3 separate regions of the Mus musculus genome follow, and regions 1 and 3 are each linked to region 2. Evidence: chromatin contacts called from public HiChIP or PLAC-seq data. All regions are on one chromosome and are shown on one strand. The core of a region is the stretch at or near the end of the contact, and the rest is flanking DNA. Distances in the headings are between cores, read along the strand shown.

Evidence for each region. HiChIP or PLAC-seq counts read pairs in DNA pulled down with a chosen protein or histone mark.
Region 1: a contact with region 2 is called in an HNF4G HiChIP or PLAC-seq map of pancreatic cancer cells. The contact joins the enhancer-like site here to the promoter of Pla2r1 in region 2. A contact is called at or near these places in 3 of 39 promoter capture datasets (hippocampal neurons, liver and stem cell-derived epiblast-like cells), 1 of 115 datasets of contacts at active chromatin or transcription factors (pancreatic cancer cells) and 2 of 9 other capture datasets (adipose tissue and embryonic stem cells).
Region 3: a FOXA1 HiChIP or PLAC-seq map of pancreatic cancer cells shows a contact between it and region 2. The contact joins the enhancer-like site here to the promoter of Pla2r1 in region 2. A contact is called at or near these places in 1 of 39 promoter capture datasets (stem cell-derived epiblast-like cells), 2 of 115 datasets of contacts at active chromatin or transcription factors (bone marrow-derived macrophages and pancreatic cancer cells) and 2 of 9 other capture datasets (embryonic stem cells and liver).

Annotation. Positions count from the first base shown.
Region 1 is chr2:61,137,084-61,140,431 of GRCm38.p6, forward strand. All of the region lies in intron 2 of Gm39833 (a long non-coding RNA gene), which reads left to right. Among named protein-coding and RNA genes, the nearest start is that of Gm39833, 11 kb to the left of the region's middle. Within about 2 kb of position 2,023, at least 164 of the 459 cell types and tissues checked have an H3K27ac peak or open chromatin away from gene starts, as enhancers often do. A contact at or near this core is called in adipose tissue, liver and pancreatic cancer cells, where this site is marked.
Region 2 is chr2:60,551,650-60,555,031 of GRCm38.p6, forward strand. Pla2r1 (phospholipase A2 receptor 1) reads right to left here and starts at 1,659. Exons shown (of 30, transcript NM_008867.2): 1 at 1,361-1,659. The coding sequence starts at 1,481. Gm13583 (a long non-coding RNA gene) reads left to right here. Exons shown (of 3, transcript XR_374557.4): 3 at 1,139-1,367.
Region 3 is chr2:61,265,994-61,269,576 of GRCm38.p6, forward strand. No RefSeq gene overlaps it. Among named protein-coding and RNA genes, the nearest start is that of Gm26422, 12 kb to the right of the region's middle. Within about 2 kb of position 1,923, at least 29 of the 459 cell types and tissues checked have an H3K27ac peak or open chromatin away from gene starts, as enhancers often do. A contact at or near this core is called in pancreatic cancer cells, where this site is marked.

The DNA.
Region 1 (3,348 bases), core at 773-3,272, 590 kb after region 2:
CACATGTTTAGTGGAATTTCACAACAGCCCATCTGCAGTAACCACTAGGATGGATTGCAGGAGTGAGTGACTGCAGGCAGAGACCAGTTAGAAAATGGCTGTGATAAATGAGCTGTGAAGTGACAGCCAGGGTTCTGGACAAGGACGGACTTGGCTACAAAAAAAAAAAAAAAAAAAAAAAAAAAAAAAAAAAAGTCAAGAAGGCATGTCTACACAATAGAATAATAGAATACTACACAAAACCCTGTAAGTGTGGTGAGGTGGTGAGTGATCAGACACATAGGATGTGGGGGTGTGGGGGGGGGAGAGGGAGGGAGAGAGGGAGGAAGGGAAGCAGAGAAGGAGATAAGGAGATAAGAAGGAGGGAATGCAGGGTAGAGGGGGGAAGGGAAGGGAAGGGAAGACTCAGAGGCGGCTCTGGAGTCTGAGATTGTCACACAGATTGTCACACAGACAGACAGAATGATAGCAACGTTGGCAGAAATGAGGAAGCCATGAGGACTCTCTGGTTTAGAGGAGAAAGCTTTTCTATGAATCTTAAATACTGGTGTTGGAGCCTAGCATTGAATATCAAGTAAAAATGTTAGAAAGGAAGTCAAATACTAAATACAGCTTCCACTTCCCCTTCTGCTAGTCTTTCCTCAAATACATGGTCAGCTTGTATAACTACGGGTGGGTTTTAGTGCTTGCTTTTCATAACATTTGAGTAAGTAGGTCAGTACTACCTACTTTGTAGATAAGAATCTCTTCTGCAGCCCCTGAAACCAACCCTCCACTTATTGCCTTATGGGAACATTTGACTTCCTAAGGATCCTATCACTATAGATATTGTCCCCAATCCCCTCTTCCTTTGGCTTCCCTACTGTTGCCTATAACCAAGGCTATCAGCCAGCTTTCTTTCCTTACACTGAAGCTTCATTTCCCTATTTATTCCTCCAGTCTCTCTGATGGCATTTAAAAATTATCCAGGTCTGATTCCTCTTCTCTTCTCTTCTCTTCTCTTCTCTTCTCTTCTCTTCTCTTCTCTTCTCTTCTCTTTCTTCTCTTCTCTTCTCTTCTCTTCTCTTCTCTTCTCTTCTCTTCTCTTCTCTTCTCCCCTCCCCTCCCCTCCCCTCCCCTCCCCTCCTTCTCTCTTTTCCTCTCCCCTCCCCTCCCCTTCCCCCACCCCCTCTCTCCTCTTTGTTACTGGGATGCTCTGTATATAACTAACTGTATGATACTTACAGTAAGTCTAAGGGAAGGTTGACCTTTTTTTATTACACACACACACACACACACGATAGCCTTCCTAGGAAACTGAGAAATGATATTTTAGCATCTCAGGAAAAAAAAAAGCCTCATCTAGAACCCCACAGGATAAACCCAACCACCAGATGCATGCCATCTATACCAAACACTGAGGACTTTTCTGCTGAATGTCGCAGTCCTTGTTGCTTCCTGATGCCCCATAGATGGTTGCTCTCCCTTTCCTTGCCTATATTCCAGTCTGCATCTCGTGGCCCTTGTGACTCCTATGCCTTCTAATGTAGACCATCTAAAAGAAAGAAAAACATGCCAGTACCCAGTGAATCCGGGTAAGGAGATGTTAACTTGGTCTGAGGGTGCTGTATCATTCCAGTGGATGACTTTTGGAGTTGTTTTCTTCTGGGGGCCTCCTGGTGCACATCCCCCTCCTGTTCCCTCTGGACAGCTGATTGTGCCCTGAGTGCTCTTGCTTCCCCGTTCTGGTTCCCTGTGTGCTTCTGCTTGCCAGAGTGTTCCTTTTATCCCCTTTGGTTTAATTGCCATGCAAAACCCTCTGTTGAGCTTTTAATTAGCAAGTTATCCCAGTCTGAAAACTGGAAACCCTGGGCTCTTTCGGCATATATTAAACAAGCTAAAATATGAAATTAAAGAAAACAGAGTTTTAGCCAACAGAAACAAGTGACTCATTTCCTTGTGAAAACACACTGGGTTTATGTTACTCTGGCAACAGGATTCCGGAATAGCGTCCTCCTCTCCCCCGTTTGGAGACTTTATGTGTTTCTGCTACAGTCAGTGTTCCACGGTGACCTAATGTTGAACCAAGTCTCTGGGTGAGTCACGAGGCGCAAGAGCAGTGGATTTTCTTTGAGATAGCGCATGCCCTGTCCCTTTGACCAAAGGAAGGAAAGTTTACTTTGTACAAGTGTAAAAGGATCCTAGGAACTCTCGGCCAGGGCTGCTCTGGGACAGAAGTGTGGTCCTGCTGTTACTCTCAAAACACCACCATCCCTTCTAATGTGTTTGAATTCCAAGTGCCTGTTGTTCTAAAGACAGCTGATTAAATCATAACGTACAACCTGTGTGCGCACCACATGGGGAAATGAAGATTTAGAGATTCACTGCACAAGACTCCAGATGTTTCTCGGGATTCACATCATGGGCGGGAACTTCCCGGTGCTTAGGGTCAAAATTTCGACCTACACCACTCCAAATCTCTACAGCAAAAATGTGCTGTGCAAAGCGGCTGCAGTAGCTCTCCTCGGCGAGTTTTTCGGTGCTCCGAGGCTCTTGAGAGGAAGTGAAGAGCGTCTTCAATTTATCAAGCTCTCGCTGCTTGGGATTTTAAGTTTCCAGAAGTTTTGTGAACAGCTTTAGGCATTGGCTGGATAGTCAGGAAAGTGTAACCATTAGGATGAGCTAAGAGTATGTGAAGAGTTTTAGTTTCCCCCCAGTTGCTACCAACTGTCTGCAAAGGAGAAGTCCAGCTTTTCTCAGTTCTGTTTCCCTCCCCATAAACTGTCTTCCCAGTTCTCCTGGATTTGTGGAGAAGGAACACAGTAAACAAACTAGGATTAGACTGGACATTGGGAGAGCATGGGGAGGGATGATTTAGTGACAATGTATACTGCATATCTTATTCCTATATGATGTCAATTTATGAAAAGAAATGCCGGGGAAGAAAGCTGCATAGGTAGCAGAAGACAGCCTAGTTGGCCATCACTGGGAAGAGAGGCCTCTTGGTTTTGCAAACATTATATGCCTCAGTACAGGGGAATGCCAGGGCCAAGAAGCAGGAGTGAGTGGGTGAGGGTATAGGGAACTTTCGGGATAGCATTTGAAATGTATATAAAGAAAATATCAAATAAATAAATAAATAAATAAATAAATAAATAAAATATGCTATGCTATGCTCTGCATGAGCTTTATAGTCAAATCAGGGAAATGTAAATTGTAATGATGAAGAAATAAAAACTATTGCTCAAAGGGAAAAACAAAAGAAATATTAGAGAAAGAATTCAAGTTGAGATAGAGGAGGTTGATTATTTTGGTTTTTTGTTCTGCCTTTTCTTTGAAACTTAGGAAGAAAGCTCCAGTGATATTTAT
Region 2 (3,382 bases), core at 409-2,908:
CGCCTGTGTTTGGAGAATCTCTGGGTCTGCAATGTTGAACTCCAGATTTGCAGGCTGTACCTGGGGAGTATGGCAGGGAGCTGGTTGTTTTCATATTCAAAGTGCCCTTGATTATGGAAAAGAAGGCCTCTTCAGCCACTATCTCAGGTCAGGATTTGGGTCTGCCAAATATAGAAAGGATTAGCTCCCAGTGGGTGCTGACCCTGACTGGGAGGATCTCGGATCAGGCTTCCTGTGGCTGAGTCCCAGCTAGTCTCACAAGCTGCTGCCCTTTCCTAACACTTAAGCCCAGGCAGGATCTCCACGCTAAGATACAAAGTGGCCAACTGCCTATCTATGCATATGCTTGCCCCTGTGTACTTAGAGTTTTACTTAACTGAAAAATACCTAAGAGCATTTCTGGCTGCTCCAGAATAGGAAGAGCTGGTGTGGTTTAGCCTTGGTGAGGATAAAGCCCCTAGAGTGCTCTGAAGTACAACTGAGGGAAAAAAAAAAAAAAAAAAACAACTTAAAAATGTGTGCATATGTTGAAGGAAAAATAAAAGAACAAAGAACTGGATTACATCTTGTTTTATGCCTCTTCGCCAAAGGTTTTCCTAGGACAGAACGCACAGGAGCTGCCAGGAGGCTCCTTCTGGTTTAAGGCCACCTGCTTGCCTTTGATCACGGCACAGTCACGCGTTCAGGGACACACCTTTTATGTCTCAGAGACTCGGGCCTGAGTTGCTCCTTGCGGACACTGATTCTTTTCCTTGGGCTTCCTTCTATGCTCACGTTGGGGCCTTACTGTATGTGGGCTGATGCTCAAACCGATGCTGCATTTATCAGTTTGTACGCGTGTCGGGGGCTGTGTAACTTATTTGTCAGTGGTTCATGAATATTATAGAGCCATTGTTCAGCCTAGAGAAACGGAGGACCAGAAGGTACAAATCCCATCGCTGTCCACCCCACTGAGCCCCGCCTCCCCAAGGGGCGTAGCAGACAGGCCTGTTTGGGGGTTATCTGTAGAATGTAGATCCAACTTCTCCCTTTGGAAGGTAATGAAAGAAGACATCTTTTTGTCAGCATTATCTGAAAGGTGACCCTCTTAATCAACCCGTGTAAAGTTTGCATTTTGAAACTATTTCTACTCTCCTAGGTCCCGCAAGCCTGGAAGGCAAGACCCTGCCCCTTACCTCGCCCTAATTTGGAGGACAAGAGGATGTGCGGAAGAGACTGTCCCATCTGCCCCGGGACAGTACACAAGCAACCACAATACAAACTAGGCCTTGCTCTTACTTGTCTTGCTCAACTCCTACCCGTTTTCCGCCCCGAGTCCCGGGTGCCAATCAGCCCCCAGTTCGGCGCTGCGGACACTCACCACGCCACTCGAGGGACGGTTCCTGGATGTGAGTCAAATCTTGGGCGATGCCCTGGTGAATCCCCAGCAGCAGCAGCTGTTGCAGCCAGAGCAGCTGCAGCATCGCTAACCATTGCACCATCAGGCACGCTAGGTGACACCCACGGGAATCAGAACCGTGTCCCCTGCTCTGGACTAGGCTGCAGGAGGCAAGAGAAGCTACCACTCTTCTTGAGGACCACGCCATCCCAGAGCCCTGGAGATGAACTCGCCTCCCTTGTCGCCACAGCGTGTACACTTGGGACTCTGGGCGTGGAGACGCAAATAGCGGAGTTTTCGCCGCCCCGCCCACACTGCTTTGGGGAGGGAGCAGGAAAAAGGGCCGGGCCCTGTGCAGCTTAAACACTCTGGCCTTTTGGGGTTAGGAGAAAGTAGGGCTAAAGCAGCACCGTGGCTCCCCTTCCCTGCTCCATGAGTGCTCAAACTTCTCTCTCGGATTTGCTGCAATTCCTGGTCACCCGTCCCCAGTGTGGGTGAGCGAGCTAATCCTCTCCAGGAGAAGAAACCTGCCCACTGGATTTGCAAGGGTTTGGCTGCCGGCAGAGGAGTCAAAAGAGCTGCCGGGTGAACTCAGGCCCGGGATGCCTCTGGAATGCAGAGCACAGGAGACACCTAGGGGCCCAACCTGGTCTTCAACATTGCTCCAGAGTAACCAGAAGTCACCTTCAGTATCCAGCTTTATCCTATTTTAAAATAACCCCAGGCTTCCGTTTTCTTAGATCATCTTCATCTAATCAAATATCCCACACTGTAGAGTTGAAGAACCCAGTCAGAAAGGTGTGTGACTGGATCTCGGTTACTCCTTAACTCAACAAAACTTACTCCCTAAATTAGTAGACAACAACAAATAAATACAAAACATCAGGCTGCCCAAACCGTGACCAGTCGCAGTCTTTCTAACTGCCCACCTTCCCCGCCAAATAACTAACATTTATTATACAGGAAGCATTCAATACATAAGAGAGCAAGCAGTCTGATACAAGGCCCTTGCCTAAGTAAGACCTTGGCATAGCGGGTAAAACAGAAGTGGGAAGACAGTAAAAGGGAACCTGGGGGAAAGGAGGACAGATGATGGGATCTTGGAGGACCTGTCTTACTTTGCCAATAACAAAACCGACAATTACAGTGCCAGACTCAGGAAATATGCCTCTGCCTACAAGGTATGCATAGCCAGGAGTGATGGTCGGAGGGAGATAGGGCCTTAGTCTTGCTGGAACCTAGACAGCTTGCTGGTGGAGGTTAAGTAAGCCTTGAGTTCTGTGAGCTAGCAAGATGTGTATACTTCAGTCACAGTGAGAGTCTTGAGAAGTCTTGGGATTGGAGGTATCAGGGGCATGGCTTAAGGAAAGATGTCTGGTTGTCCTCTGAGAAGGAAATTGAAGGACTAAGGCTGAAGAGGAAGACGAGAGAAGACTCAATGTGTACTTCTCGAGTCTATAGAATAGCAGTATACACAGAAGTCTTTCCTGACAATAGGCAGAAAACGCATGTTGTGAGCACCGCATACCACACAGTCTGCAGTCACCAACCCCGACTTTCTCTCTGTTGGCCTCGAACCACACTACTGTGGGAATGTTGCCTGTAGTGGGAAGATTCAGTCCTCATTAAGATGACTGGCATCAGTTGTGGCAGGCAGATGCAATCCATGTGGCCTAATTAGATAACCGAGTTGGTTGCTGATATTAATCTCTGAAGGAAGCAGGGCAGTGAGACCAAAGGGGAGCAAGACAGGAGGAACTGGAATGGGCTCTGATGGTCACACCACGAGTGGTGATGTGGGAAGGAGAGGCTGGCTGAGACCAGAAGTGGTGAGAAACAAAGGTTAGGATGAAGCATTTATCAGAGAGGATGTGTGACAAGCTGGAACAATGCAGCCACCAGGCACCCTAGGACAGCAGGCACCATGGTTAAGCCTTTAAATTGGTAGGGCCTCAAGTTTAGCTTCTGTATAATGAGGCAGGGGAGTCTTTCCCCATCCATGCA
Region 3 (3,583 bases), core at 673-3,172, 710 kb after region 2:
TGGCTTGAACTCGTATAGGTCTTGTATAAGTAACTATAGATGCTGTTAGTTCTTAAGTGTGGTAACCATGTTATATTCAGAAACAGCAGTTCACAGAACCCCTCCTCACCGTCCAGCTCTCCCATCTTTTCTGCCTCCTCTTCCATGATGTTCCCTGAGCCCTGTAGGAGGCAGGACACTAACAAAGATGTTCCATTTAGAGCTGAAGATGCTCAGTTGATTAATCTCAGCACCTTGAATAGTTGAGCCTCTGTATTGACTTCTGCTCACTCCAGAAAGAAGCTATTATAGACAAGCTATTATATTATAGAAAGCATTACATATAGACATTTAGAAGGCTAATTTGACAAGTGACCATCTAACAAAACTACAATAGCAGGTTCTTCCCTGGGGCCTATGACCAGCCATGGGCCTTTAACCATGTTTGTAGTACGAGGAATGAATTTCTTATTGTGGAGTAGATTTCATATCTAACCAGAAAGCAGCTGATTGTCTCATGACAGTCATACTGCTGTTGTACTGGTAGACACACCAAGCCTGTCAGGTCAGTTATATAGTATGCAGAATCCAGCACTGGGTAAACCTGTTAATATCTGTTCTCCTCTAGAAAGCTGCATGGTATATCTGGCACCAAGAAAGTTGGCCAGGAGAGAGGAAGTTATTGACGTATTCACCGTGATTTCTCTATGTTCTGCATTCAAAGTGAATGGTGTCTTCAGCAATGAGCTCTTAATGTGTAGCTACAGTGCATAGTGAAAAGTACTGGCAGTAGGCTCTGTTGTTCAAGAGATTTCTAGGCCCCCTGACCAATAATTCATAGCAAGATATCCCATTTCTGGCTCTTTGATTTTTGTCTAGTAATCAACGTCATCAAAGAACAGGATGGTCCACCTATACAAGACAGAAAGACATTCAAATTTTTGAAAAAATTGTATTCTGAAATTAGCTTACTACTTAGTGGGTTTCTATAAAGCCTTTTCCGATAGCCTTAGCTTTGTTAATCCACCGGTCTCTCCAGCTCTCTATTCACCTGTCCTAACCCTGATTATTCCTTTAATACCAACTATATATCTTGGGGTTTTGCTTTTGTTTCAACTATATTTGTGTGTGTGTTGTGAGTGGTACCTACACATGTAGGTAGAGGCCAGAGATCAACATTGTGTATCTTCCTCCATTTCATTTCATCTTATTATTGAGTCAGTTGTCATTGAGCCCAGAGCATACCAATTAAATAGAGTGGGTGGTTAGCAAGTGTCAGGTACCTGCCTGTATAGTCACTAGGGATGTAGACACTCTACGCAGCCTTTACATGGGTACTTGGGATCTGAGCTTGGATCCCAACGCTTGAGCAGTACACCCTTTATTCCCTGACTCCTTTCCCTGGCCCTACAGTTTCTCATCTTAGAGCTCAGAAGCAGATATGATAGCTAAAGCCAATACAGCTAAAAACAAAATGAAAACAAAACAGGACCTTGGTGGCTATACTCATTTCTCAGGTGATACCTACATTTAGAATTCTTTGTAAAGAAAAAAAATCAACTTTTCTTTGTTTCAACCACTATTTGTGGGCATCGGTCATTTGTAATCAAACCTGATACAAACAAGGACATTTTGTGTTTGTCCACTATAGTAGTTTAGTTCCAAATGATCACTCACAGGCCATATGCTCAAGGCTCGGTTGCCAGCTCGTAAGCCTTTATGGTGGTGTCTGGATCGTGAGGCCTCTGACCTGGTCAGTGTGTTCATCCATCGATGGGCTTATAATTTGGTGCCATTGGATTCTGAGGCCTGTTACTTACTTAAACAAAGTGTGTTCCTGGAATCTTACTCTAGAAGTTTACCCCATTTTCTCTCTCTCTCCCCATCTCTCCTTTCTGGTCACCATGAGTCACAAGGTAGGCACTTGAGCTTCTATTACTCATTCTCAATCATGAGGTTCAGCCTTGTCTCGTGTCCACAGAGATGGGGACCACAGAGCCATGGAGTAAAATCTCTGAAACAGGGAGCCTGTTTCCACTTTGGTTTTTACAGGCATTCTGAGGGTTGATTTTCAAATCATTTTTGTCATAGCAACAAAAAGCAGACTAACATGCCCTGTCTCTTGGAAACATTTTTTTCAAAGGTATTAATTGCAACAACTATGTAAATCAATCAGCACCCTGTGTAGCTGAAAAGCAAAGAACTATTTGTAACACTAACCTTTTTTCATTTTTATGCTTCAGAAAGATAATTTTGCATCCTGTATACCAAATGTATTTATATGAGAATTTTCATCCTTAAAATAACCTTGACAAATGAACAATTCTGTCTTTTTAAGTATCACTGTTAAGGGTGATCACAGTGGTTAAAATGTTCATTCTGCACTCAGAATATCTCTCTACAGCGCTGTAGTCCAACTTTTGTGTGTCTGTAATACTATTATTTTTTAAACATAAAATTATGATGGTGATGATGCAAATAGGGGTTGAAGGAAAAAGAAGGTTCCAGAACAAGTCATGCCCATGGAATTGTTTTTTCCCTGCAGTAAAATTTTTATCTGAATGATATCTGGCTAAAATGTATGAATTAAAATGATAAATTAGAGCAGCAATTTTCAACCTATAGAGCTTGACCGCTTTGGGGGTCACCTATCAGATATCCTGCCTATCAGATACTTACATTATGACTCATAACAATAACAAAATTACAGTTATGAAGTAGGAACAAAGTAACACTATGGTTGGGGTCACTACAACAGAAGGAACGGTATGAAAGGGGGATGTTGAGAACCACTGAACTAGAACCTTCAGAGTCAGTTAGCATGTGTTGCTGTTCTAGGAACAACTGTAGCAAAGGCTTTAAGACTGTGAGCAAGGAGTAGTAACAAGGTGAGAGCTGGAAAGTAAGAGTTGGGTTTGGAGCTGCCAGAGTGTGTTTAACCTGTTTTTCCAACCACTAAAGACAGCCCTCCTTTCCTCTCTTCCTTTTTATTCTTTTATCTTTTGTTAGATAGTTTCATACATGGACATAAGGAATTTCAGTTATAGTTACCCTTCATCCCCTTCTCTCCCCTCCCTCCCACATCTTACCTCTTTCCTTAAAACCCTTCTTCCCCAGAAGTCCCCCTCACCCTCTCATCTTCCTTTTGCATGTGACCAGCTGAACTTCACTAGGGTTTCTCACGTGAGTATGGGTAAGAGGTTTTTGACTGGATCTCGGTCAACTATACCACAGAAGAAAATGGCACGCTTTCTCCCACCAACTGGTAACTGCCAATAGCTCTTCAAAGGAGGCCCTTCCCAGATTCAAGTGCTGCCGACAGGCCCAATCTTGTGTAGACCTTATGCAAATAACCACAGCTGTGATGTGTTCCTGTGTCTCACCCAGAACACATCTTCAGCTTGCCTTGACACACAGTGCATCTGAGGGTAGAGGTATTTATTTTTTATTGCATTACATCCTTATCCACTAACTCTCACATTTTTGCTATCCCCCTCCTTCAATCTCCCTTAGGCCTCCTCCTTTCTTTCAAAGAGATAACTCAGTGACTGTCTCAGTTGATGAGTCAACAACTGAGTCTGTATGAGTGACAAGAAATCTCTGG